2 separate regions of the Gossypium hirsutum genome follow, and region 2 is linked to region 1. Evidence: chromatin contacts called from public Hi-C data. All regions are on one chromosome and are shown on one strand. Each heading gives the region's core, a stretch centred on a gene start, on an enhancer-like site or on the middle of the called end of the contact. The rest is flanking DNA. Distances are from core to core; before and after follow the strand shown.

What was found. A called contact is a pair of places that touch in the nucleus more often than the background predicts.
Region 2: a contact with region 1 is called in a Hi-C map of leaf, with 4 times the contacts expected there. The contact joins the promoter of LOC107886670 here to the promoter of LOC107886596 in region 1. A contact is called at or near these places in 2 of 34 Hi-C or Micro-C datasets (callus and leaf).

Annotation. Positions count from the first base shown.
Region 1 is chrA03:100,581,930-100,586,557 of Gossypium_hirsutum_v2.1, forward strand. LOC107886596 (protein ALTERED XYLOGLUCAN 4) reads right to left here and starts at 1,795. Exons shown (of 2, transcript XM_016810614.2): 1 at 1,307-1,795; 2 at 1-1,179. The coding sequence starts at 1,535. The coding sequence ends at 77.
Region 2 is chrA03:101,038,687-101,043,791 of Gossypium_hirsutum_v2.1, forward strand. LOC107886670 reads left to right here and starts at 3,596. Exons shown (of 14, transcript XM_041095454.1): 1 at 3,596-3,829; 2 at 4,095-4,491; 3 at 4,732-4,890. The coding sequence starts at 4,129.

The DNA of each region.
Region 1 (4,628 bases), core at 545-3,044:
AAAGAAATATACACCAACAAATACAACAGAAATGCAAAATGAAAAACAAAACCCAGAATCTGCTATCTGTATTGCCTCACTTCTCTCTCTTTGATACAACACTCCATCTCCTAATAACTTCTAACACTATCTGATTCCATGTATCTATAGGACCTGGAAGACACCAATGTACACAGTCGTTCTGAACATGTTCTTGAATGCCATTAGCGAATGGAAATGGATACATATAAGGCCCGGGATGACCATCTGGTCTCATTAATGATAATTTGGTCACATCCAATGTCTCTAGTCTCAATCCTTTGAATTGCTTAGCATTTACCTTAGCAGCTTCCATTTCTTCAATGGCAATTGATCTCATATCTGCATCCATTCCTTCAACCATCTTTTCTCCTTCCTCGTAAGGCTTCGTCTTGGGACAAGCACCAGCCTTATCCCATTCACCTTCAAAATGTGAAGGTGAAAAAGAGGTTAAAAACACATCAATTCCATTACCATCAGTAGACTTCCTTTCAATTATTGCCTTAAGTGCGGCCTTTATGGCCTTCCTCATCACATCATAAAATCCAATCTCAGTGTGATTTAGTCCAGGGCAGTAATGGCAACCTAAAACCGAACCACCCTCATAATACACTGCTGGATGAAGAAACCAATGCCCTATTGAGAGTACAACCATATCTATATGCTCTAAATCAGATCCCCACCTCTCATCAACAACATCTACATACAATTCATTATGATCTGGGCCAGTTTTTGATTTCTCAACACCTTTAACCAGAAATGGTGACCAATAAACTGATACAGTAATGTTATGAGAAGAAAAATGCCATCTACGAAACTTGTTATCCTCCCCAGTTTTGTAAACCAGGTTAGGATAGGAGGCAGTGGCTAGCATGCAAAGAAGTGATTCCAATTGGTTCCTAGCCATCGAGTCACCAACAAAAGCTATATGCTTGTTACTAAGGAGGTTGAAGAAAGTGTTGGGATCAAACCTTGGGAGATTGCATTGGCTTGGTTGCCATCTCCAGTAAAGGTAACCCAAGTCAGGTCTCCCGTGTGTGATGCAATTTTGACCTTCCTTAATTGTACCACAGGTTGTGCCATTGTATAAAGGCCCCATCTTGTCATGTACCCATCTGCCATAGGTGTAGTTACATGGAGTTTCATTAGCTATTTCCTCTTCTGCAAAAAAGCAAAAACAAAAACTTGTTTAATAATAACACCCATATTTAAAACAACTAAAAATAAAAGAACATAAGTCAAGAAAAGGTAAAAAAGTCTGACAACTTTTATGTTTTACTCTATGTACCTTTAGAGAAGGATGAAGGAGGAGGTGAAGAAGAAGAAGAAGAAGAAGTGGTGAGGATGATGCGGTTGGGGTGAGGAAGCTGATCTGAGGTGGATAGAGGGAAAGGAAAAGGGTGAAAGTAGAAGCGAAAAACAGCTATGGGGAGGAGAGCATAAAGAACATAGGGCAACAAATTCCTGGTGAGTGAACGAGAGTGAGATTGGCCTTTGAGTGGACTTGTTGCCCCCATTTTTTACACACACTCTCCACCTCTTCACCTGTGTTTTCTAGGTTTCTCTAAGCTATGGCCACTGTGGAGGTCAAGCCACAAAAGTGTTCTTGAACTAGCGGCCGGAGAGGAAGGGAGAGAGAGAAATTATAATAATAAAAGAAGCTTATGACTTTATGCAGAGGCTGGGGTGGTGTTCCAATGACATCGAAAGAATCTTATTAATCTACGATTATTATAAATGTGAGTTGGACAACATAATACAGCTAGCGAGAGGTTGTTGTTTACCTTTTGTCATGTCTCTCTGTCTTATATCTCTGTATAAAAAAAAAACACTAAACATGTTCCTCATGAACAACCAAGCATGTTTATCCTAATTAATAGTGTCAAAAATCCAAAATCACCCTTCTATTAAAAGGCAAAATAATTTGGTTTATAAGGGTAAAAACTAGAAACAAAAATTCTGGAACATGGCTATACCTGTGCCTATAGCAATAACAGCCAAATGTCGTCTTTTTTTTTTTCCTTGTTTGAGCTAAATGATTTGTATTTACCATTCAAATCAATGAAATGATAAAACAATATACTTATAGCAAGCTCTCTTAATTGGATGGCATAATAAATCTCAAAATTCACGGGATTCAGATTACACTTTTTCCAACCTAATCCACTGGTGATGGTATTTACATTGCAAGCGGTGATTAATTAAGCATATGATATAGACGGTGACACCACAAGCCATAAACGTGATCTTAAGAAAAAGCATACAGGAATGCCTTTTTCCTTCCATCACATCCCACCTAAAACCCATCATGCATACCTGGTCCTGGACCAGAACGAGTTATTATTAAAAAATTAATTCAATTAAAATATACGCAGATTATTTTTGACTTTTTGGATTTATTTAAATTGAGATAAAACTGGAGTCTAAATTTTTATTCTTTTTAAACACATTAAAATTTTGAGTAGGTTCGTAAACGAAAAAGAAAAAGTCTGCCAGAGGCTGAAGGGGCGTGTGCTAATCGCCTCCTGATAAAGTTAGATGCATTGAATCTTGTATACCTACTGCCACTACTTTTTCATGAATTGGATTATATATTACTTATTTTCAATTCCATAAATGAATTAATTAAAATTTATAATCCATTCAACCGAATCGGTGAATCATCAGTCACAACTTGATTAGAAGTTATTCTCAAACTTCAATTATTGATTACTTTAAAATGGTAATTTTCTTTTCTTTTTTACTTTGACTCACTATATTACATTTTATTACTTTTTATAATATACACTTTAAACTTTATTTAAACTAAAAACAAACAAATAAATAAAAATCACTGTTGTAGTTTTTGTAATGTTATAAGCTTGTTCGAATAAAATATTTGATTAATTCAAAACTTTAAATAAATTTTTATTTGACTGACTAACGATTAAGTGTTTTAAAATTTTTGATTAATTGATAATTTAATTTAATTTTTAATCCAACTCATCAGTTGAATACCACTACAATAAGAGAGAAAACCAAGCGATCTAGAAGGGAAGCATTGCTCTTACTTCTCTTGGCTAACCAATTGCTTTGTTCTCTTCCCTAAAAGCATGATTAAACTTGAAATTTGGACAAGAGGCAAGCAACATATGAATGTCTAGCCTTGACTTTTCATGGAACATCATTAGCACCATTGAGGGCATAATGAGTCTCGGCTTATCTGATTTCTCGATTTTCGATTTTCACTTTTGACTCTTCATAAATTCATACCCAAACCTCAACACTTCAACCATTGATGTCGTCGAGCAAATGCATCAATGCATTGGTTTCGTTGATGATTCCTCTCGAAGAGTCTTAGGTAAATGCTACTAGACTTGCTTGTTTATTCCAAGGGCTAAAATATTTATATAGTGTAAAATTTGATGCCGTATAAATTTAAATTTTTTTTCATATTTTAAGTACAAGTTATTAAATTAATTTGAATAAGTAGTTTTGGTTATTCGGGTTTGGATTAAGTTGATTTTTATAATTTGAATATTTTGTTAATTCGAATATTTGGTGCAAATATATGTAACAGCTCAATTTTCAATAGTTTTGGAACCTCAATTCTGATATTCGTAATATTTACGAGGTTAGTATAAAGTTTAATTAGAGTTTGGTTCTTTACTTTTGTTAATTGGGTAGTTAACAAAGGTACAAGTGTAACAATCTTAAAGTCAATGGTATTGGAAAACAAGGTATCAAGACATCGTTTTCGTAAACCAAGCCCGTAAATATTTATATTAAATATTTAAATTTATTTTATAAGTAAATTAAATTTTAGATAGGTAATTTTATTAAATTAGTGACTAATTAAGGTACAATGACTAAATTATAAATATAGTAAAATTAATTGCTATAGATTTTTAATTAATCAAAGGACCAATTAAAAATTTGGACCCTTACAAATATGCCAAATGGTGGTGGGAATTAGCTAGTATCCACCAATTTTTGTTAATTGTTATTAAGATTAAGCTAATTAAAATTAGTTAAATTAATTAAGGTTAACTAGATTTAATCAAACTATATACGTTAAAGAAATGATTAAAAAAAAAGGTTATTTTCTTCATCATCTTTTCAACCCGTAGGAAAGAAAGAAGAAAAACTATTTTAAAGCTCAACATTTAGTCCTTTGATTGGTAAGTTCGATTTAATTTGTTTATTGTAATTTATATGTTTTTGAGGTTTTGAGAGTTTGATTTAGCTAATCAGTACCAATTTGTAAAATTGTTAAAATTTTCAAAAGTTGTCATTGATGAGTTCTTGATGAAATTGATGTTAAATGGTTAAATTTTAAACTTAGATATGAAAATGAACAAAATTGTAAAGTGAAAATTGTTAGTTTTGAACATAGAGACTAAAGTGTAAATATTTCAAAATTGATGTTTAATTACTGTAATTATTGATAATGGAGATCTGTAGAAGGATGAAATTGAGATCAGTTTTGAAATCGAAACTCAAATTAAAAAGTTATAGTAATTTTGATTTTAAGGACTAAATTGAATAAAATAAAAAACTTGTGGGAGCATTTAAAAAATTGAACTATCATCTACATATAGTATGATGATATAAGGTATTTGGAATTGATA
Region 2 (5,105 bases), core at 2,346-4,845, 460 kb after region 1:
TGATTTTAAAAATTTTAAAAATTAAAAGTTTTATTTAAATGGATCAAAATAAAATTATAAAATTTTAAGAGATTAAAGTCAAAATATTTATATTAAATGAGTTTAAATTGATTTTTTTAATTATTTCTATTAACCAAATATTAATTATTTTTAAATTTTGAGACTGGAAATTTTTCATTTCATCAAATAAGGAAAGGATTATTTGACACTGTAATTCTATATCATCTCTATCCCTTTCTAATATGAGAATGAAAAATAAGATTTTTTATCCTAATTTTTAGTATTTTTAGTTGAATTTGATTTTTTTAGGAGAAAAAATCTGATTTATTATTCTTCGATTGGAAAGGAATAGAAATGCGTGGAATCACAATTTCATACAATCCTTTCACCAATTATTAATAATATATGATAAATCTCAAGCTTGATGCAGATTTTAAATAAGCCTTTGTTGTAAAATAACATTATCAAAATACTACCAAATATCAAGGAATCCAATCCTTAAACAAGACCTACTGAAAAGCTCAAGGTACCAAATGCCAACATCCATGGAACAATGCCCTCCACTTTCTATTCCATCCCACACACCAAACTCCAAATCAAGAACGGTATGGACACTTCCATCAAAGAGAAAAAAGAAGAATGGTATGGACACTAAACTACTGGGGTCTACTAAACAGCCTAGCATTTCTGGTTTTGTCTACTAAAACATCCTTTGTCCAATTGATTTATTAGGGTTTGCCACTTCATTTGTTTCTTAGTTTTTAACATCTAATAAAAAAAGAAAGGCAAGATATGGAGCGTATCCAGTAGGAATGGACATCAGGGTTTGTGTTCCCTTGTTGCAGGGATTTACGTCTGCTTCAACCCCAAGTTTAGGGTTATTTTTCGACGAACATCATATACGATTCACAAAGGTTAGGTAGCATCTTTACTTAGGGTCTACAATGAAATGAATAATGACCAGCCAACTGTAGAAAATGGGCCTTGCACTAAGATATAAGTGGGCTAGCCTGCCCTCAACTTGGGTTTTGCTAGCAGCATGTGGACACCAGCTGCATGTGCTCCTCCCACTAGTATCTACTACTGCCGTCAGTTATCCATCTCACCTTTAGAGTAAATTATACAAGTGGTCACCCAACTCTGTTTGCTTTCTCGTTTTGATTATTTAACTTTAAAATTTTTTAATTTAGGTACTACCGTTTGAATTTGTTCATGTTTTGATCATCCGCCGTTAAATTGAAACAAAAAGCCTTTCCATAATTAGTATAATAATACATTTAGTCCTCAATACTTACATATTCTATCAATTTGATTCTAATTGATTTATCATTCAATTTTTTATCAATTTCATCCTCGAACTTCCTAACCAAAACTTTTAGCTATTAAGAGAGAGGCATTCCACATAAATTTGTAAATCCCCTAGAAAAAACTTCACCAATAAAACAAATGGTAAGAGGCTTTATATCGGTATCGAGCTAACCCAATAAAGCTTCTTTTTTTTTTTCTAATTGACAATACTCAAACATAAAATTTTAGATATTAAAATTTTCATCACTTAACCTAATAAGTATATAATTTGTAAGCAATACAAGAGACATCTCAAGAAAACAAAGACACCCTTTTATATCTCATTCAATAAAACACACTTGTGCAATACACGAGTTAAATGTACGTGTATCAATCAAAATATATTTAATCATTTTGTAATTTATAAATATGGGATTCTGAGTATTTTTTAAGATAAATTACATTAGTAGCTATCCAACTATTAATAAATTAAAAATAATTTATTTTTTTAAGTACAATACTTGAATCTAAAATTTTAATTTTAAACTATGTGAATAATATATTTTCAAAATAGATTTTTATACTTTGAAAACAATTTAAAACAGGTTTCTGAAAAAATTAAACAAATTTTAGAAACGCTTTTTTTAAAAAAATTAAGATGTTTATTACAAATAGATTTCATAAATAAAAAATTAATAGATTTTTATAAACACTTTTTTCATATATGTTTAATCTAGGAAATTATATATATATATATATCAATGATTTAAGGCATTAATTTTATCAAATAAGATATTGAAGTATAAAATATATAAAATGATTTAAACTTAATTATAACATCAATCATAAAATATATTTAATATATTTAACATTTTTTAATTTATATATACATTTCAAATCCGTGCATAAATTAATTGATATACCTAACTATTAGGATAAATTACACGAGCTAGATGTGTGTATTAATTAAATGTGGATTTTTTTTTCTTTTTTAGGTTTTACAAATTTATAGATGTGGAATGTCTCTATTTTAAATGTTGAAAGCTTTTGTTAAGAAGTTTAAGGATCAAATTTATAGAATTAGAATCAAATTGATAGAATATGTAAGTATTGAGGACTAAATGTACAATTATACCAGATAGAAAAATGTTTCCCGTTATCAATTTAACGACGGTGATCAAAACAGCAATGAATTCAAACACTAATGTCTAAATTGAAAATGATTAAAGTTGAGTGACTAAAACAAGAACGTGAACATAATTGAACAACTATTTGTATAGTTTATCTAAAAAAGAATTGTATAAGCGATTTAAGTAGCACTTGGCAAGAATTTTCCTTTTTGGATAAAAGAGCTGAGAATAGAGGAAGGGTTTGAAAAGTTGGAACTCAAATCCTCATTAAGAACTAATCTCTTGAAGATGAGGACGTAAATAAACTGCTTCGAATTTCTCGAGGATTCGATACCACATTTCATCATTAGATCAGTTAGAAGCTGTTGTTGAATCTTCGTTCTCGTGTGGCTTAAAAACTAAGCATTAGTGACCAAGTAAATATGCAGCCCCATGTAGCTAGGCCGATGAGTAAAATGGGCTGCAATGTCAAATCTCAATATAGATTGCTTAAATTTTATAACTTTCATCGTTCAAATCATAGAGATTACCATTTGGTTATGGGTGTCTTTGGATATAATTGCTAATTATAATTACAAGACATGGTTGGCATAGTACAATTATATCTTAATTCTTAATATTATCTTTGATAGTTTCTTTTTTACTAAATAATAATAATAGAAAGTCATCAAAAGTAATTATTCATATAATTCATTCAATTCCAAACCCTTACTTAAGAATGGGAGAGTGTAAATGTAGTTAAATTTACTAATTATAATGGTTAATTAAACATGCCACACATGTATAATAACAATTAATACACCTAAATTTAATTACTGAATGACTTTTCAAATGCATTCTATATTCTCTTTCAAGTAGAAGCAATTGCATTGTTAGTAAATTTTATTTTAGTCCACAAGTAGGAACTAAATTGTTATATGTATTTAATATGAATAATAATTTGTGATATGTATTTAAGAGACTAACGAATGTACTGATTAAAACATTAAAAAAATTATATAAATGAAACATATGGAGTTAAAAATTTTCATGCGGGCATGTGGCTTATGTGTTCTGTTTTGATTTTTACATGCCAACTGAAAGGTGTTTAAGGGGACCAAACCCATGAACAAATGGGCATCATAGGAGCCCAAACTACTTGAAGATTTAGGCTTAGGTGTTCCAAGAACAGTTAGGTAAGTTTGGATTGCTTAATTCAGGGAAAAAAAAGAGAGAGAATAGATAGAGACGGGCTTAACTAAACAGGTACCTAAAAACTCTTCAAGGACGATTGGATATCAGCAGAACTCCATTTATCACTTCTTCTTTAAACCACCCGGAACCCATCTTTTTCCGTCACTCTCCGGCGTGAATATCAGCAGAAGAAGGCTACTTCCAGTTCGTCTCTGTTTCCAGCTCCTACATTGGTAATGGTATGTTCTAACAATATATCTCATTCCTTGGCCCTTTCCCTTTTTTGTCTTTGGCTTTCTTTCTCAATTTCCTACCTAGGGTTTATTTCGCTCCTCTAGCTATTGCTATGAAAGTCTCCATTGCTGAAAAAGCAGATGAAAAAATTATTCTTTTTTTTGGGGGGGGGGGACGGCTTATCAATAGAAATGATTAAACGCGAAATGCTACAAACAATTCGGTATATCAGTCATTTAGTTAGAAACTTATATTTTTTTTTAACTCTAGAAATTTAGGCAGTGCGGAGCAATTTTACTCTCTGATGAACTGCCTGCCACACGTGCGTGCTTATGGCACAGCTTTATTTAGAAAGGCTGGTAATTTCATTGCAACAACTTCTTTGAACCAATGCCATGTTCCTTTCTGGAAAAGAAATTTTGAGCACGCGGGTGTTAAGACTGTGGATTTAGAGTTCTTGTTGACAAGATTTCGCCCTCAGTGTTACTTTTCCCGGAAAAGTAATAGTAGTAGTAGCACAAAAAAAGCATCCAGGACTAAAAAAGTTCATCCTGAACAACCACCGGTGATGGAAAACGAGAAAGATGCATTCTTTGTAGTGAGAAAGGGAGATGTTGTTGGTGTTTTCAAGAGCTTTGCTGATTGTCAGGCCCAAGTTGGATCCTCGGTAATTCTTCTTACTTCCTTTTTCTAATGTCACCTAAAGTTGATTTACTTTTAGGCTAATTATTGTGCTATACTGTGTTATTGCAAATTGGAATATTAATACTTATGTGCTTTTTAGATTTCAATGAAATGACATAATAATTGTAATGCAAATAACATAGCAGTCTTTCAAATTTAGATACTGTGTTTCTCCTTTTCGCTGTTCTGTTAACTTTGACATGTTATTGTTCTTTTGGAGTAGATATGTGATCCTCCGGTCAGTGTCTACAAAGGCTACTCTTTGACAAAGGAAACTGAAATATATCTGTCTTCCTGTGGGCTTAAGAATGCTTTCTACACTATTAGAGCTGCAGATGTGAAAGAAGATCTTTTTGGAGCGCTCATGCCCTGCCCTTTCCAGGTGAGACCTTGAGTATGAACCTTATGCATACTGCAAACTTGTTGTTTGTTTGAACAAGTCTGTCAGAAAAAGAAAAAAAAGATTTTGATGTTGTCTTCCTTTTTTTCTTCACCTGCATCCATGTCTCTGTTTGCTTGAATGTGTTCTTGTGACAGCAATTGCACCTAAAACTTGCATCTCCCAATTAATGTGATCTGCTTGGAGGTTTTGAGGCC